2 separate regions of the Oryctolagus cuniculus genome follow, and region 2 is linked to region 1. A link is a contact called in public Hi-C data. All regions are on one chromosome and are shown on one strand. Each heading gives the region's core, a stretch centred on a gene start, on an enhancer-like site or on the middle of the called end of the contact. The rest is flanking DNA. Distances are from core to core; before and after follow the strand shown.

Region 1 (7,471 bases), core at 2,168-4,667:
TTTACTAGGAAGTTCTTACTGAAAGCATTAATTAGTATGAATTTATGCTATATTATTAAAAGAATGAATTTTTACTGGTTTATGATTAAAACTCTCTCACTAGGATATTTTTGTTGTCAGGTAAAACATATCTTTTACCAAACAAATGTATCTATAAATTATTTCAGAATTAGCATGGAAGAATACATTCAAAAAATAAAAACCAACCCAAAAAAAAAAGAAAGAAAAAAATTCAGTGAGCTTGTGAAAAGAAAATCTAAAAAAAAAAAAAAAAAGACAACTAATGTCACACTTTGGAGACTGTAACTATTTTATGGATTAGCCTCTGAATCCTGTGCCAACAAGGTTGCACCACCAAGACTCCTCATCAGAAAAGATGCTTCAACTTGATAACTACAATCATTGGTAAGAAACTGAGAGAGAAAAGAGGCAGGAAGAGAGGCAGAGAGCAAGCGAGCATGCACAAGCAAAAGACATGGAAGAATTTCCTGCGAGATGGGAGGGCACATCAAATCTATGTGAAATCACTGCTCAAGGAGAGCAAACACTGGCTATTCATTCATGCAGTTCAGAATCCAATCCTGAAATTAAGATGTATCCTGTTTAAAAAAATAGCCTTGGGGGCACTGATAGTAATTTTTCCACGGAGCATTAGTACTTCATGGAAAACAATGGCTGTAAGAGAAAATATACTTTATGATCACAGTCTCCCTCATCTATCAACTTAAATATTTTAAAATGTTTATATATTTTCAAATTTCAAATTCCAAATTTCAGATTTAAGATAAAAACAAACAGAAACTGGGCATAATAAGAAAGAAAAGGCAAGAATTATAAGTACAAGTATTTTGATAGTATAATTCCAAACAATACAGCACATACTTTTATTGATCAAATGAATTCTACTTAATTATTACAAGAAACTTAAAATTACTGAGAAAAATAAATAGGCAAATATTACTTAAGTAAGCTATTATAGCAGAAAAAATTTAAAGTCTAAGATTTTGTAAGATTTGGTTATGTAAAGAAATGTACAATCACCATATTTAAAATTGGTTATAAGATGTTAATCAACTATCAGTGTCCTCCAAAACTCACACAAAATATTTTTCTAATTTGAAAAGAGCATCAAAATTGTTTATAAAATGTATCCTTTTTAAAAGTCCATTTTAAAGATTATAAACAAATTGAAACACTATAGTAATCATTCAGTATTAAATTACTTATTCAGAATAGTTACAAAGTACTCTCAAAGATAATCAGTGTGCCAGTGATAAAATCAAAAAAATCAATATATTGACTTTTTTTACGTTTTAAAACAATGTTCTTCTGTCAGTAAGCAACAGAAATCACTTAGATTTGCCTACTTGGAGACATGATTCTTTTGAAATCAAGCAGTTGGAGGAAGTGGTGTTGCAATACTGTCCTTTTCATGAAAACTCTGGCAACGGAAAAGTCACATAAATAACCTGCTTGATACTGTCCCATTAAGAAAAGCACAGTGTCTGCAACTAACTGCCAAAGAGGGGCTGAAAGTGGAGAAGTATGCAGAACCCACAAAGCATACCATATTCTGGCTAAAAGTTGTTTTCAAACAGCAAAGGCTGATCTGAAGCCCCTTAAACAAACATATGTGATATTTCACTAAAGACTTGCAGAGAAATCTGCATAGGCATAGTTGTGACTAACTTGAACATTTCATACTTGGCTTCCAGAGACGTATGATGGTGTAAATTTACCTCATAAAATTCCATCCAATTAATTAGATCAAAACCTTGCAAAATTATAAAAGAATTACACATTTAGAAATCAAGTTTTGCTGAGTTCTTGTGTCCACACAGCCCATGCTACTAAAAAAGTTAGGGCAACACAGACCTATCTGTGCATTCAAATGGAAGTTAACACAACAGATTAACACAGAAAAACTATACATATATGTGCACAAATATTTTTTCCTCCTGATATATGTCGCAGCAGAGCCATTCAGTCATTAATAAGTAACAGGCGGCTGCCAGAATGTTTTACGCTCCATTAAAGCAACATTGAGGCCCATTACAGTACACAGCAAATGATGCTGGAAACCACCTTCCACCCTTCAAACCACAGTCCCTTCTAACCTCATTTGGTGGAAGCAGCTTGGGGGTGAACGGCAATATACTCTCAAGTAAGCCTTTATTAAGTATGAGAAATAAATTATATTAAGTGTTATTTTTTGAACTCAGAAATGAGGGAAGGGGTTGTTAAGATATCAGATTTACTAAGAAAATAATTATGTGAGAAATAAGTTGCTGTCATAAGAGAGACTTGCCAGATACTGCATTTAAGCAAGTTGTTCTACACACCTTTAGAATCAAGTTCGTGACACAGAGATTAGTCTGTGGTACTAACTCGCCTGAGAGTAGATCAGAAAAAACATAAAGGGGAGGGGAAATGTTTTCCTGAACAACATTCGCGTGACTTGAGTGGCATTAGGAAGCCCTGATGATGTTTGTAAGTGTGAGACACCGAGGTGATTCGATTGTTCAGGACACGCTACAAATCGCTTTTTTACAACCCACTTCCATTCCTCAGATTCTAATAACTTGGATTCCACTTCATTAGATCCTCATGTCTGAGATTTCACCAACTGCAATTCTCTGAAACTTGAAAATTACCCTGAAAATTTGTGAGAAGCCACAGAAAGGTCTTCAGAAACAGACACATATTAAATATTAATTATAATGATGGCTGTCATCTTTTATGGTAATTATGTCATTATTTAGGAATGCTAATTAAGACATAAAGTGACTCGCTAATTGCAAACGCATTCTGAAGAAATACATTTGTACTTGTGCATTTAACAGCAAATCCAGCCCAGGGACTGGGCCATAATAGACTGCAGTTCTATTTTCTAAAATGCTGACATTTGAGCAAATGTTCCCATGGAATGTTTGCCTGATTCGTGGACTGACATTTCCTCTTTGTAACTTGCTTAACTAAAAAGGAGACATGCAGGCCAAATGCTACAGTACCCACAGGCAGCAGGCCATTACTTGCCGCTGCAACTTGTGTATGGTTTCTCTTTTACCTCCCTCTTGCCCTGCCGCCCTCAGCCCTTCGCTGTCTCTTTATTTTGACATGCATATTATCTTAGCTGATTTCAATCATCTTTTAGGAGTGGGTGACATACCTTAAAAGATTAAGCTTTCCCACCTGGGATTTGTCCAGAAATTCAGTGTATTCTAGCGTCTCATGCCTTCTTCCTCCTCCTACACTCTCATGTTATCAATAGTAGCTTTCTTTCTTATTTTATGCTTAACTACACGACACAGGCAGCTCCACTGATGGAAGTCAGTTCGCGTTGTCACTCATCTTTCACTGTAACTACAAGACCGATCTCCTGTGTCCGTAACACTCTGCTGCCATCTATGTGTGCAAAAGAGCACAACACGCTCCCAGGCCCCAGAGGCTTCCCCTGGGTCCCAGGGACAGTTCTGGCTGTCATCTAGGCAGAGAGGCCGCGGCTGCGGGGAAGTGGCTCTTCCCCGGAGTGCAGGGGCCTATCAGGAGTTCCCACTTCCTTCTCTGTGAGCAACTTTGCTAACCTGAAGACCACCACTACTGTTGACTCATTATTGTACTCGAAATGGTGATTTTGATGGAGTTACCACAGCAAAGGAAAAGTAACAAGAAAAGCTAAAATATTAAGTCATTCAAGCAAACAATTTTTGCAAAACTGTAATCTAACTATCTGGGCCAAATAATAGGACAAAACAGCAGTAAGCCAAAACACTGTCATAATATTTAACATAGAGTAAACAGATAAAAATATTATCTACTCATATTACTTAAACATCAAAAATCGTGATATAATAATCAACGAACGTCTGTCAAACTCCCAAACACTTCTTCCCTGGGAAAGATGGAGCAATCCATCAGACCAAGCTCAGGAGTCTCCTGGCCTCCTGGTGGCACTGGCCGCGCTGGCTCCGAACTGTCCTGACAAATGTCAGTGTCAAGAAAACAAACTGAAAACCATTCCAGGGTGAGCCACGGGGCAACGTTAAAACAAACCCAGGAATTCTGTTCTCTCCGCCACCCCACGACTAATCCACAGCACTAGCGATGTGGCAACAGTTCTGAAGAATGTCCCATAAAACTTCATTGTGTCAATATCACTAACTTCTAAAAGACTTTTCACTTAAAAAACATTGGTAGCAAGAAAATGTATGGGGACGGGAGCAGAGAGGAGACTCGGAAAAAGGCCTTACCCGGATACACCAAACAAAACAAGAAGCTCAAACTTTGCCTCCCTCCGCCAGTCAGCCATTTACAGCTGCATCACAGCACCCAACACAAAGTTCTCCATCACCAGCGCTACAAGCATACACAAGCTGAGCTCATCTTTCAAAATGCAAGACTTTCTAAGGCATTCTCAGTCTGTTACTCTCAGGATGATCTTCGTCAACATAGTGTAAAGTGCCAAACCAAGCCTTGAAGCATAACTTCTTGTAAATAAATTCAAATTCATTGTGAATTTTTTTAATTAACCACCCTAAACTCTATATATATATAATGTAACTGTCTTAAAAAGAGTAACAATGAATCCTACTTATCTTAGATGTTAGACATATTTACAAAAAACAAATCTGATACATTAAAACAATTTTCTTATAATTTATTTCTTGCTAGCACTGGTAAGGTATCCAATTAATGATTTACAGTAAGAATTAATAGAAAAGAGTCTTCTTAAGCATTAAATTTCTCTGGACTAGAAAGGATTTAATTTCCTTAACCATAACAACTCTAAGGAGCCAACTTTAACAAAATAAATTTTATAAATTCTATTTGCCCTAAAAGGATAAAGATTGCACTCAACACCAAGTTGTTAGATCTTTTAAAAAGAGAAATTATGAAAGTTTAATTTCTTAAATTTACATACAGCTGGAGATGATGGAAATACATCTAACTACACTTTGAAACAAGGTATTATTTATATCTGCATATTAATTTATGCAAATCACATATTCTAAAAGAGGAAATCCTAAAAACCATTTTCATTCATCATTAAAAGCATAAACAAAAAGCCTCACATATAGTACATTTATTGACTTACTAACTGTTCACCATTTGTGTTTATAAATGCACTAAAACCTCAAACTGTTTGCATAAACTGGAACTTCATACCTAGAAAATAATTGTTGTAATACTAATTAATACTACTTTAGATTTTATATAATAAACAAGCTACTATTGTGAGTAAATTAAGAGTGCAAAATCCAACAAACATACCTTTGTGTGGTCCACCAATTATAAGCAAAATTCCAAACATTATTAGCTGTTATCAAAATTACAATACCACCTAGATCTAATAAAACAGAACACTCTGTCTGAACAGGGAGAGGAGAACTTTCATAGAGTGTTCTCTCTCACATAAATACTTAATGGACTATAAAGGACTTTTTAGGTGGTTTAGATTTGAATTCAATTGCTCAAATCTGAAACAGGCTCCAAGGAAGAATTTGCGCCAGATGACACACAGGGACCCACCAACAAAGCACACTCCCACCCACCTTCATGCATAGAAGATGCAAACATGCTAACTTCTTCCCAAGAACCGTGGGAACCAGCGAGCTGTACTTTTATTAGTTTACACCAGTGAAGTTTACACTCTGTAGATAGGAATATTAAATTATAAAATGGAAAAAGTTTTATGATGCAGTTTTGCCCTTAAACTACAGTGGTAACCAACTGTATTAAATATTATGGGCTGTCCCTGCACAGGGGAGGGGATAGCAGGGCTGATCAGAAGGAACAGAACCAAAGCAAACACAACGCCTGTTGAGCACCAAGCTCTGTCTCACCCGCTGCCTCTCTGCTGCAGATGAAGGGCGCTGAGAGCCGCCAGGGAGCCCGTCTTCCAGAGCAGACACTGTCCTCGTACAGACACGAGGCAGCCAGCAGCCATCCACACAGAGGCAAGGTCTGAGGGCAGACCCGCCCAGCCGACCCTCAGGTTCTCAAACTTGTACACACTGCTCTTTACCAAGTAAAGCAGTCTGTTCATAAGAAATCCTTATTATTTCAACACTCATAATTTGATAACAAACTAAAGGGATTTTATGTTGCTTCGAACACATCTAAGAATTAAATATAAAAATTTTAAATCTCTTAATATCTGAGTATAAGCTATTTCAATTTATGTATTTATTTAAAAAAGCAAATTACCTTAGGAGACCCATTTGGAATTATAATTTATTATGGATAAAAATGGATTTGTAGAACTAAAGCAGTATTTTTAAATATTAGAAAACAGGTTTGTTAATATTTATAATAATAAAACTGACTTGGCAAATTTTTTTTTTTTTTTTTTTTGACAGGCAGAGTGGACAGTGAGAGAGAGAGAGAGACAGAGAGAAAGGTCTTCCTTTGCCATTGGTTCACCCTCCAATGGCCGCCACGGCCAGCACACCGCGCTGATCTGATGGCAGGAGCCAGGTACTTCTCCTGGTCTCCCATGGGGTGCAGGGCCCAAGCACTTGGGCCATCCTCCACTGCACTTCCCTGGCCACAGCAGAGAGCTGGCCTGGAAGAGGGGCAACCGGGACAGAATTTGGCGCCCCAACTGGGACCAGAACCCGGTGTGCCGGCGCCGCAAGGCGGAGGATTAGCCTAGTAAGCTGCAGCGCCGGCTGGCAAATTCTTTAAAAAATTATACAGATAGGAGCAAACTGCTCATTCTAATTATAAAACTAACAATTCTTCTGATTCCATGAGTGGCAACAATTATTATCCTCACAGAGTTTAAAGGAAACTTAATTATCTACTAATATAGTACAGGCACTCAACCTAAAAAATATTGAATCTAATTGTACAATCCTAACCAAAAAAAAGAGTTACCATTCTTGATGAGTTAGTACTGTGGATTTCTACTTTCCCTATACATAAATTTTATTTAGTATCACTGATGTGCTGAACATTGCACCTTGCACTGCTGTATTTAGGAGTTCCTCCTAGCTATGCAAACACTTCTCATATGATATTAATTATAACCAGTTGCCTCTAGCAAGGAAAAAGTGTTTGTAACTTCAACCTCCTGCATACTGAAATTTTGTTTCACTGTAGGCAATGGTGGGTAAACCTTCAAACATCAGATTTCTGTGGTCTCTTGCTCTCAGAGTTCAACCCCACCTTTCTTCCCTTAATTCTCCTCTCTTAGTTAAGCAGGACAGGGGAACTGAGTGGCCACAGAGCTGATTCCTGGGCTGGACAGAGCTTGGCTGCTCATCAGCTGGCAGTGCCAGGGAGGCACTGTACAAGAAGGGCTTGAGCCGGCTCACCGCCAAGACCTCTGCCACCTCAGAATTCTATGGCCCATGTAATAAAAAACAAAGGCCGTAACCATCATTTCCCCCTTACATCACAAGAAGCTAACATTGCAGTGGCAGGAATTAGAGGTGTTTGAAGGAGAAAAGCATTCCTGCACATGATT
Region 2 (7,471 bases), core at 2,526-5,025, 490 kb before region 1:
CCAGTCGCCCACCCGTGTCCACATTGTATCTTTCTCACGTTATTAGGGAAGGGTGACGGTTCGGATCTTCGTCTACCTCTTGGACAAGGAGCCTGCTGTGGCCAGGCCCTAAGGGTGAAGCCTCGCGCCCCGCGGCGACTTCCAGCCGCTCGGCTCAGCTCTGAATGTCGCAAGTTCCATTTCTCGCACAGAAGCGACAGGTGGGCTGGCCGCGGGGCGAGCGATACGGCAGGCAGAGGCTCCCGCATCCTTGCGGGCCCTCGGAGGGTGATGAGAAGTTACCCCTCCCGGTGTGCGTGTGGGGGGGTGTCCCTTAAGAGGACACTGTTGGGGTTCATTCCATCGCGCGCACAGGCGGTGCGGGGCGCTGTGGCGGTGACACAATCGAAAAACAAACGTTCTTTTCGTTTGTGCTAGGTAGGAATTATTTTTCCGCTAAGGAGGGGGCAGAATCGGAGGCGCTGCGGGAACAAAGCCGACAGCAGAGGAAGCCGATCCGCCCGGGGCAGGGGCCACCCGGACGCTAGGCCCCCGCCCGCTCCGTCCGTCCGTCCGCGAGGAAGCCACACCGAGGACGAGGACGAACGAGACGCTCCGGCCGGCCGGCTCGGAAACGAATAACGGGGCGTGGCGCTCGGAGATGCCCCCCGGCCCTGGGCCTCCGGCCTCCAAGGCCGAGGCCAAATGGAGACCGAGACAATTCTCCAAATGGTTCAAAGGCTTCCCCCAGACGGACCTCGCTGCAGCTGCTGGAGCCGCGCTGTCGGGGTGGCTGCCTTCATCTTCCCCTGGCGTCCCCGCCGCAGAGGGGCAGGCGCTGGGCCGCGGGCCTGACCGCCCGGCTCGCCGCGCGCACACACCTCCCAAGCCCGCAGCCCCCAGCCCGCTCCCCGCACCCCCGACGGGTCGCTTTCCCGGGCTGAACCACAAGCCTCAACGGGCGGAGAAGCCGGAATTCGGGCGGAGAGGGGGTCGCTGCGGGCGACCCTGAAAGTTTCCCCGTGGGTCTCTGGCAGCGCGGGGAAGTCTGCGTGGCGCGGGTTGGGCTCACGCCCCTCGCAAGCGACTTTCTGGACTCGGGGGTCCGCCCCTCAACCCGCACTGCCTGTACTTGATCTGGGGAGACGAGGAGAGCTCCTGGCTCGTGATTACTCTTGCTAGGGCACCCTCTACCCGCCCCCCCCCCCCACGCCACACACACATTCCTGCGGCGTCACCGCGACCCCCTGCCCGCGCATTTCCCGGAGCGCCCGCCACGTCCCCGCTTCCTGGTGAGTTTCCGCAGGAGGGGCCCGGGGAGGCCTTGTTGTGAACCCCGCGGTGACGTCACACCCCCGCCTCAGAGCCCAGAGCCCCTCGGTGGGCCCGGACTTCGTCACCCCGCCCGGGGGGCCCGGGAGGGGACGAGGTGGGTGGGGGGGCGGAGCGCGCGCCGACCAAACGTTCCATCAAACGTCCATTTACCGCGGTCGCCGGCGGGGCCTTGGGGTTGCAAGTGGACGGGAAGTCAGAAACGAAGCGCGGGGGTCGCGCGGGGGCTCGTCTGCCAACGGAGTGGAGCGCTGTGCGGGACACGCCGAGCAGCAGAAAAGGGGCATCGAAATCTTTACGGTGAAAATTAAAGCTTTAACCTGTTCTCCCCAAGACACCGTGTCTGCGTCTCCATGTTCAAATACCTCCACCAGCACCGAGAAAATAGGCAAAGTGCTTGAAATACAATCAAACCGTTTACGGGAGGCTGGCTTCCGAGTAGACTTATAAAGCACAAAAGCAAATATCTTTTCCTGGCCCATATCCAGACGCTAGAGCAGTGGAAAGTTGATCTTGTATAACGCTGCACCCCGCCATTTATTTTTCCGCAAAGCCAGATACTAATTTCACAGAGGCAGTTTTTATACCCGCAGCGCAGAGCCGAGAACCCCGCAGCTGTCGAATGCGCAAAGCCCTAACCCTGGGCCGACGCAGGGACGGTGGGCTGCGGGCTGCGGGAGCCGGCGGAGCGCGAGGCCGGGGGAACCCACGCGACCACAATCGCTGCGTTCCTCTGCGCACACGGCTAGCCGTGCAGACGCAGCTTCGAGAGCGAATTCACCAAACGTCTCTGCTCCAAGCCTCGGTCAAGAGGGTCGCTGAGTCCTTCTGGGTGCGGGACTCGGGGGTTGGAAACGGATTCATTTTTTTTCACCTCACCTAAAAGTCCCCAGGAACAGATACTGACTGTCCCTGCTGACCGACCTGGTGTTTCTTTCAACCCACCCCGGGGATTTGGCCTTGCGCACAGCTGGCCGGCCCCAGAGCCCGGAAGCCTAGCAGGCGACAGCCTCCCCATTCGGATCCTCTTGGCAATCCCCCCCCCCGCAAAGCCAGGTCCTCCTCTCCCCCCACGCCCACGAAATGTCCATTTGGGCATGCAATTATTTTTCAAATTGTTCTCTGCCTGTCACACTCGTCCGCGTCTTCACGCCTGACACGTGAAGTCGCAATTAGAATTCTCTCGCCAAAGTGAGGGAGCCAAAAGGAGCCCATGACAGGACGGCCTGTACTTGGGTTAAGGATGGCGAAGCCAGGGGGGCATTAGTGTTCCACGCTTGGCGCGCACGCAGCGGCCCCTTCCCGGCGCTGCGAACGAAGGGCCTCGCGTTCGGTCGGAGTCGCTGGGGGCAGAGGGAGGCCCAGCCCTCCTCCTGCTGTTTCTCTCTTCGCTTGCTTTCTTTCCAGCCCGGTCCAGACACCCAGAGATTGCAAGTAGGCCAAAAGAGTGGGGGGCCTTCCGCGTGGCTTCTCCCACAATCTCTGGGCCACCCCGCAGGTGTGATCGTGACCACGGCCCCCACACGTACCCGTTATCTCTGGAAGCCCGCAGCTCGCGCGTGCGGACAGAGTGTGGCCTTGGAGAAGCGCTCAGCTCTTGGACCTACTGGTTTGCTTTTTGTCATCAGACCTGCTAATGTCACACAGCCCGCCGCAGCCTGACCCCTCCTCTGAGCCGAAACGTGGCCGGCGGACAAGAGGGGGCGGTGCGTGGCGAGCGGGTAGAACCCCTCACCTAGGAGCCCGCGAGCGTGCAGAGAGGGCGCGGGGCTCCAGCAGCCTGCGCTGCCCGCACCCACGGGAGGCCAAGAGCCACCGCGAGCCCCAGAGCGGGGCGGGCCCAGCCGACCGGGGCGAAGCACCTTCCGGAGCTCCCAGAAGGGCACTGGACCCCCTACCCTTATTTCGGCCGGAGAAGTGTCCAGGCAGGGGCGAGGCGAGGCGAGAGCAGCTCCCCACCCCCACCCCACCCCCGGAAACAAGCAGGGCTGTGGGGCCGAGCGCTCCGAATCAGGCCCTTTGTGCCTGGCTCCAGGTAGGGCAAAAGCGGAGACGTCCGTGAACCGAGAGAGACTGGAGGCCGGGTGGGGGCGGGGGCAGGAAGGAGAGGACGGGACGCGCGCAGTGGACGCCGAGAGGCCCGGGGTACCCCGGCGCCGGGCGGAGACGCCAGAGAGCTGGCGCGAGGCGGGCGCGGGGTCTCAGCCCGCAGCGACGAAGCGAGGAAGGGTCTGCGGGGGGTCCAGGAGGACCCAGGAAGTTTGCGCCAACAATGGGCGTCCGGAGGAAGGCCGGGGCTGAGGGGCGGCGCGGGGCGCCGGCGGCGGGCGGGCTGGCGCGCAGGCGGGCTGGCGGGCGCGGGGAGCGCACCGGCTACGGCTCGGGCAGGGGCGCGCGGGCAGGGGCGCGGGCGCGGGGCCCGGGCGGCCGGCGCGCGTGTGGTCAGCCCCGCGGTCCTCCGGCCGCGGGGCGCGGGCCGGTGGGGCTCGGCCTCCAGCTCATTCAGAGGCGGTTCTCGCCCTGCCATTGGCTGTGGCCGCCGTAGCGGGGCGGGGCTCCGCTGCCCGGAAAAAAAAAATGTAACTGCGTAAAAAAGTCCTGGGCTGGGTGACGGATGCTCAAAAGTTCAGAAGTTTTTCCCAATGCTTCCTTAAGCGGCCGGCGCGCGAGAGACTGCAAAGAGGTGACGCGGGGCCCGGGCAGGCGGCCGGCGCGCGGCCCCCCACCCCCCGCCCGCCGCCCCTGGTTATTTGGCCGCCTTCGCCGGCAGCTCGGGACAGAGTCTCTCCTGGAAGGCGCAGGCAGGCTGGCGAGGAGGGCGCCTTCTCGCCGCTGATTCTCGGCTCTCCTCTCCCCCCGCCGGCTCGCGCCTGGAAGTGGCTCCGCGAGTTCCTCCGAGGCGGCTGACCGCGTCCTCGTCCGGCCATCTCCACTTGCAGCGAGCCCTCCCCGGCGACCGGCGCGGGTGCCGAGGTGTCCGGCGGCGCCCGAGGAGCCCCCAGCAAGCGCGGGGAGAGGCCGCGGGGCCTCGGGCGGGCGGCCGCGCCGGACGCAGCGCGGCGGCGGGGCCCGGACTCGCACTCGGCGGCCGGCGCGGCGCGGCCCGGCCCGAGCGGGGGTGGGGGGCGGCGCGCGGCGGCGGCGGCGGCGGCGGCGACAGCAGCGGCCAGCGGGGGCCATGCAGGCGCGCTACTCCGTGTCCAGCCCCAACTCCCTGGGAGTGGTGCCCTACCTCGGCGGCGAGCAGAGCTACTACCGCGCGGCGGCCGCGGCGGCCGGGGGCGGCTACACCGCCATGCCGGCCCCCATGAGCGTGTACTCGCACCCGGCGCACGCCGAGCAGTACCCGGGCGGCATGGCGCGCGCCTACGGGCCCTACACACCGCAGCCGCAGCCCAAGGACATGGTGAAGCCGCCCTACAGCTACATCGCGCTCATCACCATGGCCATCCAGAACGCGCCGGACAAGAAGATCACCCTCAACGGCATCTACCAGTTCATCATGGACCGCTTCCCCTTCTACCGGGACAACAAGCAGGGCTGGCAGAACAGCATCCGCCACAACCTCTCGCTCAACGAGTGCTTCGTCAAGGTGCCGCGCGACGACAAGAAGCCGGGCAAGGGCAGCTACTGGACGCTGGACCCGGACTCGTACAACATGTTCGAGAACGGCAGCTTCCTGCGGCGGCGGCGGCGCTTCAAGAAAAAGGACGCGGTGAAAGACAAGGAGGAGAAGGACCGGCTGCACCTCAAGGAGCCGCCGCCGCCGCCGGGCCGCCAGCCCGCGCCCGCGCCCGCGCCGCCGGAGCAGACGGAGGGCGCCGCGCCCGGCCCGCAGCCGCCGCCCGTGCGCATCCAGGACATCAAGACGGAGAACGGTACGTGCCCCTCGCCGCCCCAGCCCCTGTCCCCGGCCGCCGCCGCCGCCGCGGTGCCCAAAATCGAGAGCCCCGACAGCAGCAGTAGCTCCCTGTCGAGCGGGAGCAGCCCGCCGGGCAGCCTGGCGGCGGCGCGGCCGCTGAGCCTCGACGGTGCCGAGCCCGCGCCGCCGCCCGCGCCGCCCGCGCCCCCCGCGCCCCCCGCGCCGCCGCCGCACCACAGCCAGGGCTTCAGCGTGGACAACATCATGACGTCGCTGCGGGGGTCGCCGCAGGGCGCGGCCGGCGAGCTGGGCCCTGGCCTGCTGGCCTCGGCGGCGGCCGCGTCGTCGCGCGCGGGCATCGCACCCCCGCTGGCGCTCGGCGCCTACTCGCCGGGCCAGAGCTCCCTCTACAGCTCCCCCTGCAGCCAGAGCTCCGGCGCGGGCGGCGCGGGCGCGGGCGGCGGCGGTGCGGGCGGCGGCGGCGGCGGCGCGGGGGGCGCGGGCGGCGGCGGCGGCGCGGGCGGCGCGGGGACCTACCACTGCAACCTGCAGGCCATGAGCCTGTACGCGGCCGGCGAGCGCGGCGGCCACCTGCAGGGCGCGCCCGGGGGCGCGGGCGGCTCGGCCGTGGAGGACCCCCTGCCCGACTACTCTCTGCCTCCGGTCACCAGCAGCAGCTCGGCGTCCCTGAGCCACGGCGGGGGCGGCCAAGAGGCCGGCCACCACGCCGCGGCCCACCAGGGCCGCCTGCCCTCGTGGTACCTGAACCAGGCGGGCGGAGACCTGGGCCACCTGGCGAGCGCCGCGGCGGCGGCGGCGGCCGCGGGCTACCCGGGCCAGCAGCAGAACTTTCACTCGGTGCGGGAGATGTTCGAGTCGCAGCGGCTCGGCCTGAACAACTCGCCCGTGAACGGGAACAGTAGCTGTCAGATGGCCTTCCCCTCCGGCCAGTCGCTGTACCGCACGTCCGGGGCGTTCGTCTACGACTGCAGCAAGTTCTGACGCCCGCCCGGCTCTCCCGCACCTCGGGGGCGAACCCCGAAGCAGTCACGGCCCCAAAGAACCCGTCAATGCAAAATCGAAACTAAAAAAAAATAAAATAAAATAAAAATAATGCAATTCCTAAAACTTGAGAAATCGTCACCGTACCGGCTTCAGTCCTTCCAGAAGTTCCACTCACCAGCTCCGAGAAAAAAAAAAAAAAAAACTGTTTTCTTAAGCGAGTAATTGAGAGCCACCTCCTCCACTGTGCCTTGTCTAAGTAAGCCAGAGCGTGCGCCGTGCTGTAGCGAGGCCACGGACAGTGTCCCTGCACGTCGCACGTAAGTCCCTCCTCGCTCTCCTCCTCTCCCTCTCGCTCCCTCTCGGGCCGCCTGCCCTTCTCACCTGTAAGATAGCCATTTTTTACCCTCTGTCGAGAGGAGGGCGAGAGTCCCGGTAGAGCAGAATCGCTTGCTTTTTATTCAAGGACTTGTTTTAAAATGTAAATTGCAACATAGTAATTTATTTTTAATTTGTAGTTGGATGTCGTGGACCAAACGCCACAAAGTGTTTCCAAAACCTGACGTGAAAGTGCCTGAAACCTGAAATTGTGCCTTTATTCTCATTATATAAAAAAGGGAAACTGTATTAATCTTATTCTATCATCTTTTCTTTTTTTGTTGAACATATTCATCCTTGTTTGTTTATTAATAAATTGCCATTCAGTTCGAATGAGACCTATATGTCTGGATACTTTAATATAGCTTTAATTATTACAAAAATATTAAGCAGAGACTACACTAGAAGTTACCTATTCTCCACCTAAATCTCTGGAGAAGGGAAAAAATGCAGAAACCCTCTGACTAGTCCAAGTCAAATTTCACGGAAGTCTTTTTGTTTAGTTTTTTTTTTTTTCTTTCTGCAGCATCTTCTGCAAATGTATTGTATAGTCAGCTTGCCTTTTTTTATTTTTATTTTTTTGTGGCTAGTGAAACGATAATTTCCTAAACAGATCTGAGCTGGCATATAAACAAATACAGTGATGACAGAACATGATGCGGGAAGCTCCAGCCGCTGGATCAGCAGCAGCCTTTGCCACAGTGACGCCCGTGCGTGGCGAGATGCAGGTGTGCCTCCAGCCACGCACACACAAGGATGTTTGGCCCGTATGTCCCACGTACAATTGCCATGCATAGTCCGCAGCCTCGGGAGCCGAGTGCCCAGTAGATGTCTTTTATTCCTATTAATTTCAGTCTGTTGTAAGAGGCAAAACCGAGTTTTAAAATGTATGTATATAAGCCATCCACTTTTATAATC

Evidence for each region. Hi-C and Micro-C count contacts between places; a contact is called where the count stands out from the background.
Region 2: a Hi-C map of embryonic fibroblasts shows a contact between it and region 1, with 7 times the contacts expected there. The contact joins the promoter of FOXC1 here to the enhancer-like site in region 1. A contact is called at or near these places in 6 of 6 Hi-C or Micro-C datasets (ear pinna, embryonic fibroblasts, liver and 3 more).

What each region holds. Positions count from the first base shown.
Region 1 is chr5:167,859,362-167,866,832 of mOryCun1.1, reverse strand. All of the region lies in intron 4 of GMDS (GDP-mannose 4,6-dehydratase), which reads right to left. Among named protein-coding and RNA genes, the nearest start is that of GMDS, 150 kb to the right of the region's middle. Within about 2 kb of position 3,417, at least 3 of the 8 cell types and tissues checked have an H3K27ac peak or open chromatin away from gene starts, as enhancers often do.
Region 2 is chr5:168,351,563-168,359,033 of mOryCun1.1, reverse strand. It overlaps FOXC1 (forkhead box C1), which reads left to right and starts at 3,775. Exons shown (of 1, transcript XM_008274294.4): 1 at 3,775-7,471. The coding sequence starts at 4,490. The coding sequence ends at 6,175.